2 separate regions of the Triticum aestivum genome follow, and region 2 is linked to region 1. Evidence: chromatin contacts called from public HiCAR-type data. All regions are on one chromosome and are shown on one strand. The core of a region is the stretch at or near the end of the contact, and the rest is flanking DNA. Distances in the headings are between cores, read along the strand shown. Region 1 holds the start of LOC123084764 (F-box/kelch-repeat protein SKIP11). Region 2 holds the start of LOC123084765 (transcription factor ILI6).

Region 1 (6,521 bases), core at 1,728-4,227:
TCAAGAGCTCGAGGGACGTTATTGTGCTGAACGTGTGCTGAACACGGAGGTGCCGTACGTTCGGTACTTGGATCGGTTGGATCGTGAAGACGTTCGACTACATCAACCGCGTTACTAAACGCTTCCGCTTTCGGTCTACGAGGGTACGTGGACACACTCTCCCGTCTTGTTGCTATGCATCTCGTAGATAGATCTTGCGTGATCGTAGGAAATTTTTTGAATTACCACGTTCCCCAACATATTTATCCTGGCGACGATGATGGGCGACCCTGAGGAAACCTTTCTAAAAAAACGTGGTTAAAGGGGGAAGCACCCTCCTTTAACTTTACGTTGTTAGGTAGAAGTGAGTCCTCGGACAGGGGTGGGCAGGTACGCAACCTTGTGTGTCTACCATTGCACCACATGTTTCTGAAAATGCGCACATTCATTACATTTATTATGTTCCATATTTGAATGAGTTGACCCTTGGCCACTACTCTTGATTTTATTTTAAACGAGGCTATTCCTTTTGATTTTCCAACTATTTTTTGGCAATAAGTAACCAACTGATGGTTATTTTATTTATAAAAATTGCATCACAATTTTTACATATGTTTACATTTCACTAAATTCCCGCATGGGCCCATCATCTTGGCTCACATACACTCGCCAAATGTTTGACCTTTTCCGAAATAAAAATAGTCATGCCAAAACAGCGCTAAAGCAATTTAGCTTGTGTGTGAGCTTTTTTTTTGAGCATCAGTACAGACACAAGCGCTCATATACACGCGCATACACTCACCCCTATGAACGCACACACGCACACCCTACCCCTATGAGCACCTCGAGAGACTGAGCCGGCATATCATCTTGAGATTTACGAAGTCACCGTAGGCGCCTCGTCGTCGACGGAAACATCTCCTCCCACTGAAAGCGTATCGCCGGAAATTCTGAAATAAATCCAGGAATAATGCGAGCACCAGAATTTGAACCCTGGTGGGTTGGGGATACCACTGTCCACCTAACCAACTCAACCACAGGTTGATTCGCTTGTGTGTGAGCTTGAGTTGTTAGTTTGGGTGCATCCTAAAATGTATTATACATGTTGTGCAACTATCCCCCCCCCCCCCCCCCCCAAGGCACATAAATCAATTAGGTTTGCTCTTAAGTTTATTTTCTTGTAGTTTTGGAAGATCCACAGTGATATAAGCTCCCACACCACACTGCAAGATCCTCCTAGCTCACAAGAGCTGATGATTTTTTAGGTAATTAGAAGTGTTCTTGTATAGTTTTGTGCAGTTTTCAAAAGAAACCTAGATAAGTACTCCCTCTGTAAAGAAATATAAAAGTTTTTAGATCGGAGGGAGTACGACACAAACTCAGCATGAGAAGACAAAACGAATACCAGTACAATAAGTACACTTGTCATAGCAAATAACCAAGTTGGCTAAACCGACCTCGAGCTGGTACATACGGCTGTGCAAATGACGGACAAATAGCCTCTCAGGCCAAGACAGGGGAATAGCGTTGCCAATCACCCAATAGGGCCAAGGGGGAAAGCATTTTGGCTTGCGAGTTCAAGCTATAGTTTCGGTGCATCCTATTATACTTTTTAGTGCAAGTGATCCCTTTTTGTTCAAGGTACATAAATCAATTGTACATATGTTTGTTTGTAGTTTTGTGTAACAGTCATCGTCGTATAAGATTCCACACCACACATGCACCAGCTCATGCGTTTTATGTCAACAAGGTAATCCCCTCGAGAACACTACATGCTCCTAACTTACATTTTTTATTTTAAACGTGCACAAAAGCTTTGTCTCTTCTCATTAATTAAGTTTACATGACATATCCGATGATGGGAATACAGGGAAAAGGGCTCCTCTCATGGTATGATCGATTTCAAATGCTTTGTGCCAGTCAAAAACTCATATAGAAGCTTCCCCATTTATCTCGGCGACCATGACGGAGGACATTGAAGAAACGTTTTTGAGAACGCCCACAATCATTACATTCATTGTGTTCTGTATTTGCACGAGCTAACAAGCATGTGTAGGGCTTCTCGTGGGGTCGCTCTTGATTATCTTAACAAGCGAGGCTATCCTTTTCGATTTTTCAATTGTTTCTTTGGCAGTAATTAACCAGCTAATTTTTTTCTTTATAGAAGGAGTACATGTCACTCGGGTCGAGCACTCTAGCGCACATGTCACTCACGGAGATGTTGGACCTGTTCCAAAATAAGAACCGTCATGCCAAAACGGCGCTAAAGCAACCTGGTTTACGTGTGAGCTCGAGTAGTTAGTTTGGGTGCCTCCTAAAATTACCTAAATGATAAGTGCCACACGTGTGATACCAAGCAACCCCACCCTAACGTTTCTACAACTAAAGTTGTCATCCGAACAGAAAAAAACAAAACTAAAAAAAGAACTGAAACTTGCCATCCGAAAAAAAGAGTTGTCATCCCACACCATACTACAAGATCCTCCAAGCTCACCAGAGCTGATGCATTTTCAAAAGAAGTGTAGATAAGCTCAGCATCTCACAAGACAAACGCATATGCCATTACAATAAGCACACTTGTCCTAGCAAATAACCAAAGCGACCCCGAGGTCGGCTGGCGCAAACGGCCCGTGCAAACGACGAGCAAATAGCCCCTCAGGCCGGGACAAGGACAGCAACAAAGAAAGAAAGAAAATTGTTTCACGAGGCGAAGGGATAATTTTATACTGCTGCCAATCAGATGAGGCAGGCAGGGGGCGGCGACCGAGCGAGCGAGGGGGGGGAGGAAAAGATAGATAGATACGCGGGAGACGTGTGGGCGTACAGGCAGAGAGAGTGGGAGGGAGAGGGAGTGAGTCCACCTCAGCTTCAGGTGAGCTGGCCGGTGGCCGCTGGGGCATTTTTCTATTTCTGCGGCCTGCCCGGTTTCCAATTCCGACGAGCCAAAACAGACGGAGGGGAAAGGCGCCGGGGGAGGGGGAAAAAACGGGGGAATAAAAAGGGAAAGAAATAAAGCGAGAGGCGAATCCCAATTCCCCAAGTAGTACCGCGCACGAGAGGGGGGCGGGGGAGGGAGGAGGGCAGGGCGCACACTCTAGGCGAGGGAGGGGAGGAGGACTACAAGAGAGGAGAGAGAGGCGGGGGGCGAGGGGCAGCGGCAGAGGGCTGCAGCAGGGCCAGAAGCATTAGAAGGGGCAGTTGTAACCAAGTGGCAGCAGTAGATAGAGCCATCCATCTATCTCTCTCTACAGGTATAAATCCATCCTCGCTCGCTTCCTTGCTCGCTCGCTCGCTCGCGCATCTGGTAGGAGTTGGTGGTGGGGGGAGGGGATTTCTCGGGCGCCGCGGCCATGGGGGCGCGCTGATTGGGCCGCCGGCCGCGATCTTCCAGTCCGGATTTCCTCGGGCGGGCCCGCGCGTGATCTTGCCATGGGTTCGATTTGTTCTTCTTGTTGTTAGGTGATTCTTTCTTGCCCCTCCCGCGCGTGTTCTTCCTTTTTCTGTTGGATTGGGTTGGACTGGATTGGACCCCTGCTTCTCCGCCTGGATTCGGGTCGCCCGGCGGGGCCGCCGCGGAGGGTGGAGGGAAGATTTGGTTGGGGGGGGGGGGGGGGGGGGGGGGGGCGGCGGATCGGCTGGGTTCTCGCCGGAAGATTCGATTTTTACGCCTTGTTTTCTTCACGCGCCCCTCTCAGATCTCAAATGCCCCTGTTCCTGATCCGTTTCTTCTCGCCGATTTCCTCCGCGCTTACTTTCCTCCCTCCCCTCCCCTGTTAATTCCATTCCATTATTGTTGCAGATCGCGGCTAGGAGATCAGCGAGCACGCCCAGATTTCTCCCTTTCCGGATCAATCTTATCCGAGAGGATAATAAGCCGTCGTCCGGGAGCAGCGAGCAAAGGGAGGGGGAGGAGAAGCCATGATGCTGGAGGGCAAATCCTGCCTCGTCTCGCGCTCCCTGCCCAGCTACTGCGACCCGGACTCCGACTGGGCGTTCCTCCTCAGCGGCACCAAGCGCTCCGCGCCGGAGGACTTCGGCGCGGAGGACATGGAGGAGGTAGACGCCGGCGGCAGCAGCGGGAAGCGCAGCAAGTCGCCTTCCCCGCAGCCGCACACGCCGGACATCACCGAGAGCCACGGCTCCAGCCGCCATGCCTCCTCAGGCAGCGGCGGAGGGGAACAGCAAGGCTCTGGGGCCAATCTCATTGGCGAGATTGGCCGGGACCTCTCCATCAACTGCCTGCTCCGGCTCTCCAGGTCGGACTATGGCTCCGTCGCCTCCCTCAACAGGGACTTCAACTCCCTGGTGCGCAACGGGGAGATCTACCGCCTGCGGCGGCAGAATGGCTTCGCCGAGCATTGGGTCTACTTCTCCTGCAATGTCCTGGAGTGGGACGCCTATGACCCCTACAGGGAGCGCTGGATCCAGGTGCCCAAGATGCCACCGGATGAATGCTTCATGTGCTCTGACAAGGAGTCCCTGGCCGTGGGCACCGAGCTGCTTGTGTTTGGGATGGCACACATTGTCTTCAGATACAGCATCCTGACCAATTCATGGACAAGGGCTGATCCCATGAACTCTCCCCGGTGCTTGTTTGGATCAACAAGCGTTGGTGAGAAGGCGTATGTCGCTGGAGGCACCGATGCTTCTGGAAAGATCCTGAGCTCTGCAGAGATGTATGACTCTGTGACACACACTTGGACACCCCTTCCCAGCATGAATAGGGCTAGGAAGATGTGTTCTGGTGTGTTCTTGGATGGCAAGTTCTATGTGATCGGTGGTGTTACCAACAACAACCAGGTACTGACATGTGGTGAGGAATATGACTTGAATCGGGGGTCGTGGAGGGTCATTGAGAACATGTCTGAGGGCCTCAATGGAGTGACCGGTGCTCCTCCACTCATTGCAGTTGTCAACAATCAGCTTTATGCGGCTGATTACAGTGAGAAGGATGTGAAGAAGTATGACAAGCTGAATAATAAGTGGATCGCTCTTGGGAAATTGCCCGAACGGTCTGTGTCAATGAATGGATGGGGCCTTGCTTTCCGAGCCTGTGGTGACCGGCTGATTGTCATTGGAGGCCCAAGGACTTCTATTGGTGGCATCATTGAGCTTAATTCATGGGTTCCCGATGGGCAACCGCCTGTGTGGAATTTGGTTGCCACACGGCAATCCGGGAACTTCGTGTATAACTGCGCCGTGATGGGTTGCTGAGTCCACTGAATAAAGATTGGATGCAGTGGATATTTATGAAGGATGATAGTATGCACAAAGGCAGCCCGTTCAATTGCTCCAGCCCTGATTCTTCGTAGCGATTTATGCCTTCTGCCCAGTTAACTGGACATCTGCTGAGCGGCAGCACTCATGTAACCCTTGAGTTCTAATACTTCTGTTTTCCTTGCTAATCCATTTCTACATTTGCAATTTGGATCAACAGCTCGTGATTTCAAAGATACGAGACTATGCAAAAACAGTGTTATATTAATAATCTAGAAACAACTTCCAGAATGCTCGCCTTTCACTGTTGATGATGAACAACCTGTTAAGCAGTACTTGCTTTATCTTTGGCTGCAACTAGAGCATGTTTATCAATTCACTGCCATGTCTCTTATTCATCCAGTTTGCTTCATGATATGCTTCTCTGAATTGTGTTATCAGCTTGTAAGTTGGTAAAGATATGTTGTTTTGCTGGTCGTGAATTTGTATGTGCTATTAGATGCTGGTATTGTTCTAGTTTTAGTTGTGCTGGTTCGCTTGTGGGTTTGTTTGGCTTGGTGTTTTAGATCATGTTTCCATGTACTGATGTTTGAGTTAGTCAACTGAGTCGAGTTTGAGTTGTTCTGTTTCTGATGGAGTGTCAAAGCAGGAGGTAGTTTTCAAAACTAGATCAATTTACTGGCCATTTAGTGGCAAGTTTCCTGGGAGTTGTCGACCCCCCTTCTGCCTGTAGTTGTTCTAGCCTAGAAGTAAGTCTCCTCATGGTTTTACTCTATCATTGAATTATCCCCTAGCTGATTGATTCTCCATGTTCTGTTCTAAGCTATTTCAGCAAATTGATGTCATCCTCTATTAGCAATGTTGCAATAAGGCAACATATATATCATTAGTAAGGTTAAAAGGAAGTGATGCATTTGCCAACTGCTGTTTATTAATCTTTTTGAGTGAGCTATCTCTCTGACCGACCATTTGTTTGAACCGTATTTGTGATCCGTAAGGCATACATTCTTCTTCTGTTTTGGGCATTTAGATTTGCATACATGCTTCTTCCTGTGTGGTGGCATCCATCTTACATTGCCCCTGGATTTCTGGAACGAGAACCGAATGGTGGTGCGCCGTGAGTTCAGATGGCGGCGCTTACCATATAAAAGCTTCTTTCGGAGCAGCGAAACATATTGAATCGCCACGGATCTCGTTTGCGTTATCGTGTTTGTGTTTGTATTGCAAGCCCAGATTTTTGTTGAAACAAAGCAAGCTGATTTGGAGGAGTGAATTCGCAGGCACTTGCTCCTGAGCTTTGCTTCCCGCCGTGAAAGGAACCCCTG
Region 2 (6,701 bases), core at 315-2,814, 290 kb before region 1:
TAGCCATGGCATTGGTAGTCCCAAATGTTGTTTTGTGAGTGGGTAAAATTTGTTGAGACATAATTGCAGCATAATGTATGTCTGCATGCAAACAAGCTCCCCTTTACACGAAACCTACCACATATTCATATTCAAAATCAGAGAAGCTTGATTCTCAATGATTGGATAACTAGTAAATGAACCTTTACATTTGTTTACAAGAAAGAAGTTCCCTGAACCCGTGATCTAAACCGCAGGTTCAACAGCACTGTTAAATGCAATCTATAGTGCAGGTCAGTGGAGGTTTCAGTAGCTGAATCTACCCACGTGGTAGCTTCCTACTGCAGGTCAGGGAGGTTCCAAATCAGTAGCTAAACCTACCAATCTAATAGCTTCTTAAGTAATATTCAGCTAAATGTACCAGCCCAACATCTAGACTCTAGAGCAACATAGTTAAATCTTTCCATGGTTAAAACACATAGCACTTGCAGAACCAGAATTCACACGGTAAGGTTAGTAATAAAGAAACTATACGGTCTCATTTAGTTTTTGTTTCCTACTCTGTCACTCCACATCATCCCTCAATAAAGGTAGGTAGTCTGAATATATCGATTAGTCTCCGCTTCGTACTATATATCATTCTGGCCCGTATCTCACTAAAAGTGCATCAACACATGATTCCCTAGCGAACAAAAAGGTATTTGATATACAAATGCACTAATACAACATGAAAGCCTTTTTGAAGTTGGATCAAGCAATCATTCGCAAACACCAATTAAGATCAAACTGGCCCTGCAATTTTATTTTATTTTATTTTGTTTCCTGAATCCTTTGTTTGTGTGGACACACCCAGAGTTTGTAAAAGGGCACTTGATCCGTTCGATTAGCAAGGAAGACCTTTCTGATTTCCGAGGATGGACATCTCACTGTTCGTACTGAACTTTTATCAGTTTGAATATATGAAGCGGTCTGGGGGCTCCATTCCTTTCTGTATTATTAATAGCACATGCCATGATCAACATCCTGATAATTAGGGTGTCTCTACCAACATAGGCCATTAATGCAACCACCTAAGCACCTAGGCATGGAATTATCCAAGCGCAGCAACAGCATTTCGAGGAAATGGTAACCGCAGCATAATTATCAGCATTGACTATTTGATGATAGCGAGCACAGGCGTAGCTCTAGCGAGCGAAACACAAAAGTAAGCTAAATCCTAGGCGGCAAAATATATCTTACCACCGTAATAAAAGCAGGGCACCGATTTATAAGAACACCAGATTGCGCGAAGGGGGGAACTTACAGCGAAACCCTAGCGGGAGATGGCGACATTTTGGGGGAGATGGCGGCGGGAGGTCGCGCCATTGGATAGGACCGAGACAGAACGCCACTCGCGGCAGAGGGGCAGAGAGACAAGCGAAGAGAGGGAGCGGAACTGCGGAGGCGATCTGGGCGCGGCGGCACCAACGCCCCTCCGCCGAGACGAAGCCAGGGGTGGGGAGCGTGCCGGCTTCAACTGGGCTAAACTGGGCTGAATTCCTTAGCTCGATGGGCCGGTAAGGTGCTTTGTGACGGCCGTTAAGGTTCAGTTTAAAGGCAAATTAAAGATGGGCCTTTAATCGGCGAAATGGGCAACCCATAGCATTATAGCTCGTAGGCGCGGCCCGGTCGCGTGTGTGCGTGAGGGAGCTTGGGCTGACGGATTCTCTTTTTTTTTTTTGAGGGGGGCTGACGGATTCAACGCAGCCCATCGCGGCACGCGGCTGGCGCCGGAGACCGCAGCCGCGTGGGACGCGAACGCGACCAGGCAAGAGCCACGCCCCAACCACCCACCCACCCACCCAACCGCCGTCGCACCACACGGGGTACGTACGTGCGTGCGTGCGTCCCCATCCCTCCAACGGACGGACGGAGACGGCGGCGGGCGTGCAGCCACGGCCGTGCGCGCAGGCAGCGAAAAGCGCCAGCAGATGAATCCCGATCGTTTTCGTCGTGAACCCAGCGCCGGCAGTCCCTCTCCCTGTCCAGCCCAGTTGGGCGCCAGCCCGGCCACATGACCAGGCGCCAACGCCATCCAGCGACCTCGTCACGCCTCGTGTGCGCTGCGTGCGTACTCCACGTCAGAACACGCACAATGACTCAGACGGGTCGAGCTACCGTCCAAGACGGCGTCGGTGTGGCCGTGCCAGTACTCTCTCTGTATCATCATCAGCTGCTGCCAGGCGAGGAGCGCAGCTGCAGGCGGGCCGAAGCAAACAGACAGCAGAGTGGTAGTGGCGGTACACGCGCCTTTATTGCCGGTCCACGGGCTCGCGCTCACACATCTCCGCTACGTTTGTTTCCAGGACCACACCCCGGCCATGGGCCATGGGCATGCTAGCCCATCAAGATTCAGGGAGGAGCGACCAACCCCATTGAATCCGTCTGCCCAGCCGTTGCATTTCCTCCGATCTGCGAGCCAGAGGAGAGGACGCACGCACGCATGCACATGAGAGCCGAGGGTTTCAGAGCCAGCCACGCCCCTGCCCGCATCAGCGGATCAGCATCGCAGGGCGTACCGCGCAACCCTACCCGCTCTGCCCGTCCGTGTCGATCTTCGCCGGGGCCCGGCCCGGGGGAGAACAGCAAGGGCGGTGTGGTGGGTGGTACCGCGGTGGTGGTGGTGGTGGTAGCAGTACAGGTAGTTTTCCTGAAGAGAGGCAGAGTCCACGTACTACTACCACTCGTATCGTACTGCATGAATTATTCTGCGTTGGCGAGCGGATGGATCGATCTGGGTGGGGCGGGGTGGGGTGGGTTCGGTACGACGTCCCCATCGGCGGTGAGGTGACGACAGGACGATTGGATTGACCGGCTCGAGCCATCGGCATGGGAAGACAAACCTAACCGAACCCAACCAAACGCGTCGGCGTCGCCGGCCGCCGTATCGACCGCTCCGATCGCGTGTGCTGGCCGTGTGGGCGCGGCGGCGGGCGGGCGGGGGCGGACCACATCAACGGAATGGACACCCACGCGACGGTTGGATGGATATCGACACCTGGACCAACCGCGCCGGCACATCAGTCACCGCGCCTCTACGTACGTGCGTGCGCGTATACGGCGACGGATTGGACAGGGGTGGGCCGCGGTGGGAGGAAAAAAGGTCACGCGGCGGCGGCGGCGGCGGCCGGCGCGACGCCAACGTACACGACCAGAGTTTTCTAGCTAGGCTGGTGGGAAGCGGCGCCTCCGGACTGGCCTGGCCCATTATCATTTCCTCGCCAGCCACTTTTGATACGTAGTACAAAAAAGTGTCAGTGTCGTTTTTTCTTCTTCTAAATTTTTTTACGGCATTTTCTTCTTCTATCTGTCACGATCGACCCCGCCGTGCACACCGGCGGCCCGCTGGAGCGTTGCGTCGGTGAAGGCCGACGACGATCTCGATCGACAAACGGCCGTCTTTGAAAAATGAATGGTTGGGGCCTGTTCGTGGCTGATCGGTTCACCAAAGGGAAAGTAAAACAGATTTTATATATCTACTCCACACTCCACACAGTACTATAGTACTCCACACAGGAGTAGTACGTAGTACCGGCCTGAGATGCATTGAATAATTTTAGGTCAAGGGTGGCTTCAAACAGAAGGCAAGGGCAAGGAAGGTAGCTAAGCTAAACTCCCCCGAAAAGCCAGCCTATGGATCGAGCGAATCGTACTAGTAGTACCACTCCTACTCCCTTGGCGTGGTGGTGTTCACCAGTCTTGCACGGATCGCTCAATGAAAAGCAAGCCCTCCCCTTCCCTTGAAGTGACATTTAATCCGAGCCTCTGCCCTGCCAGCAAACGCAAACGCAAACGCAAACGCAAGAAGAAGCCGCCACCGCGTGCACGCATGAGCATGAGCATGCAGCGCAATGAAATCATTGGGCCCGCTCGCTGCCGCCAGGTGTGGTGGAAGGATAGCGAGATCAGGTGGGCCTTGAACATGCTTGCGTAGAAAGAAAATATCACGTCGCATCGCATCGCACACATAGCCGGGCGGTTAGTTAGGCGTACATACATGTGAGCTCCTCAAGCCAAATAAGTCGCTTTATTAGAGAGAGAGAGAGGGTGGGTGGTCACAGGCGCACAGCTCACGCCACACCACCGAGGCCGATCTACCCATCGTACGTGCACGTGCCGCCGTCCATGGGGCCGCTCGCCTCTCTCACCCTGCAGCGCCTCCGTTCCCACTTCTTCTGCCTCTACCTAGCGAGGCCTTGTCGCCACTCGCAGCGCGTACGCACGCACGCACAGCCCTATAGCGCTACAGTCTTTTTCTTTGGCTTTGAACCCAGCCCAGCCCAACCTACTCGCGTACCATTCTCCTACCTATATAGCTAGAAAACTACAGTAGTGCCATATTGGTAGCCGTAGCTGTGGTACTGGCCGGGGCCGGCTGCATATACAAATACGAGTAGTATATTTATCCCGTGTCAAAATCAGGCGCCCACGTTGGAATCGTTTGTTTGTTTTTCGAACGCCGTCGGAATCGTTCGTTTGTTCTGTAGCAGGGTCAAATAGAAGACGAACGGAGTTTGGTCGTGACACGGCTCTATCTCTTGACACTGTGGGTTGATTCCACGGTGCCGCAATTTTCTACGCATTGACACGGCCGGGGAGGAAATGAAATCATATTCCTCCGTTGATTCTTCCGTGGTAAGCGACCGGCGGATATATGCTGCGTGCATTTGTGCCTCTTTTATTAATTCCTTTTCCCCTCAGGCTCTCTTTCTTTCGTTCGTTCTTTCTTTTCCCCCGATTCCACCATCGAGAAAGTTTGGGCTTTAAGAATTTATTCCCCGGCCATTGGTGGGTTAAGTTGTCATCACCCGCCCCAATTTGCTAAAGTATGCAGTGGTATAGTTGGGGAGGGAATTTTTAGGCCGGGAGCCTCAAAGGAGGAACGGAAAGGGGGGAAACGGGGATAAAAAAAGATTAAAGCGTTTGTTGCACTTGGTGGTGTCATGCTACTAGATGGGAGAGGGCACTTCTTTTTAGGGCAGATCCCTTAATCCCACGCATTGACAGGGGTAATCAACCCAGTGGGCACTACTAACGGAGATCATAACCCCAGTGACCAAGGGATCTGCCCTCAAAAAGAATTCCAATTGGTTGTGTAGTACAGTACATCGTTGAGGTTGCAACATTTGTCGCTCATCCGGTAAATCGACTGCACGCTATAGTGTTTTGATTCACCGGGACCCCATGTAAACAACATACTCTAACTAGCTAGGTGTGGCGCGCCTGCTAATTATGGACGCCGAGCAGGCAGACTGCAACGCACATCACATTGATCTCCAAAAGCTACGTCTCGTCAAGATTAAAAAAGATTGTAAGTAGTAACAAGGTTGCTCCACTAGTGGTGCAAATAAAGTTGTATGTGCGATAGCTTATACGCCTTCTCATGTGTTTTTTAGCTTTTTCCTTGTTAGAAGGACCTCTGGTGACTTCCATTTCCAAGTAGTCTTTCCCCCCTTTTTTATAATTACATCAATTTCTAATTTTAGGCTTTCATCATATAGCGTACAACTACAACTGGTGTTCAAGGAATTAAGCATGGTATGTTTATATGCTAAACTGTCATATGCTACTTATCAGGATCAAGCGTCGGCTCATACATATATACTACTTATCATTGACGGTGCGCGTTGCAGCGCCCGTCTATTTATAAAATGAAAATATAGGAATATTAATAAATATATCAGGACAAAAAACATATTGAATTTCTATAAATATAACCTACTCTTAGGTTACAGGTGCCAAGATAAAATTTAATGACGGCTCTACAAGCTAATTTTTTTTGTTAACTGGGATCATTAGTACGCCGAATGCATGCAAGAAAGGGATGAGAAGAAAGTAGCCGATTGTCATTATGACTACATGCATGCAGGTATTAAATAAACCGTCAGTACTAGTACAAGAAAATATCATTAATTTTTTGCTTTGATTACCGTTGGTAGCCTTGTATATATGCAAAATGTATTTTTCATAATGGCCTTGTATAAGAAAATGGATATACATATTCAGTAAAACAAGGTTCATGGATATACATTGACTTGGTATAACATACACAACAATGTACACATGGAAAATACAACAAATCGGTACTATCAAGGGAAGACATAGATAAGCAATAGATAGCGTACATGGTGCATTAATGAAACTTCACATGCCTCTATGAAAGGGCCGCCATGTTGAGAACAAAGGAGAACTAGGATGATCTGTCCCCCCCCCCCTCCCCCCCCCCCCCCCCTCCAATTTTTTTGTGCTGAATTAGAGCCTAATGTTAGCATATAAAACTCATATTCAAAGACATAAGCTTTAGGATTCTGTGTCTGGTTCATAAACAAAACACTTCCTACTCTACATTCCATGACAAAAGGAAGGTCGATTTCCCACATTTTATATCCACACAAATTTTGAAATAAAATATTCTTACACCACCAAAACTATATTTAGGGATTGATATATGAGATTGTATCATGTTTTTTTTCCTATCGAATCAAATTGAATCATCGACTCGTGGGTAAGAGGGCACCCTCCTCTTTTGTGTTTGTAGACATTGACAAGGTACATGTTGTTGGGGAACGTAGTAATTTCAAAAAAATTCCTACGCACATGCAAGATCATGGTGATGCACAACAACGAGAGGGGAGAGTGTCGTCTACGTACCCTCGTAGACCGTAAGCAGAAGCATTATGACA

What was found. HiCAR-type assays count read pairs that join an accessible place to other places.
Region 2: a contact with region 1 is called in a HiCAR-type map of leaf, with 9 times the contacts expected there. The contact joins the promoter of LOC123084765 here to the promoter of LOC123084764 in region 1. A contact is called at or near these places in 3 of 5 Hi-C or Micro-C datasets (all in leaf) and 1 of 1 datasets of contacts at active chromatin or transcription factors (leaf).

The regions. Positions count from the first base shown.
Region 1 is chr4A:10,587,941-10,594,461 of IWGSC CS RefSeq v2.1, reverse strand. LOC123084764 (F-box/kelch-repeat protein SKIP11) reads left to right here and starts at 2,977. Exons shown (of 2, transcript XM_044506260.1): 1 at 2,977-3,230; 2 at 3,779-5,487. The coding sequence starts at 3,898. The coding sequence ends at 5,193.
Region 2 is chr4A:10,875,649-10,882,349 of IWGSC CS RefSeq v2.1, reverse strand. LOC123084765 (transcription factor ILI6) reads right to left here and starts at 1,564. Exons shown (of 5, transcript XM_044506263.1): 1 at 1,283-1,564.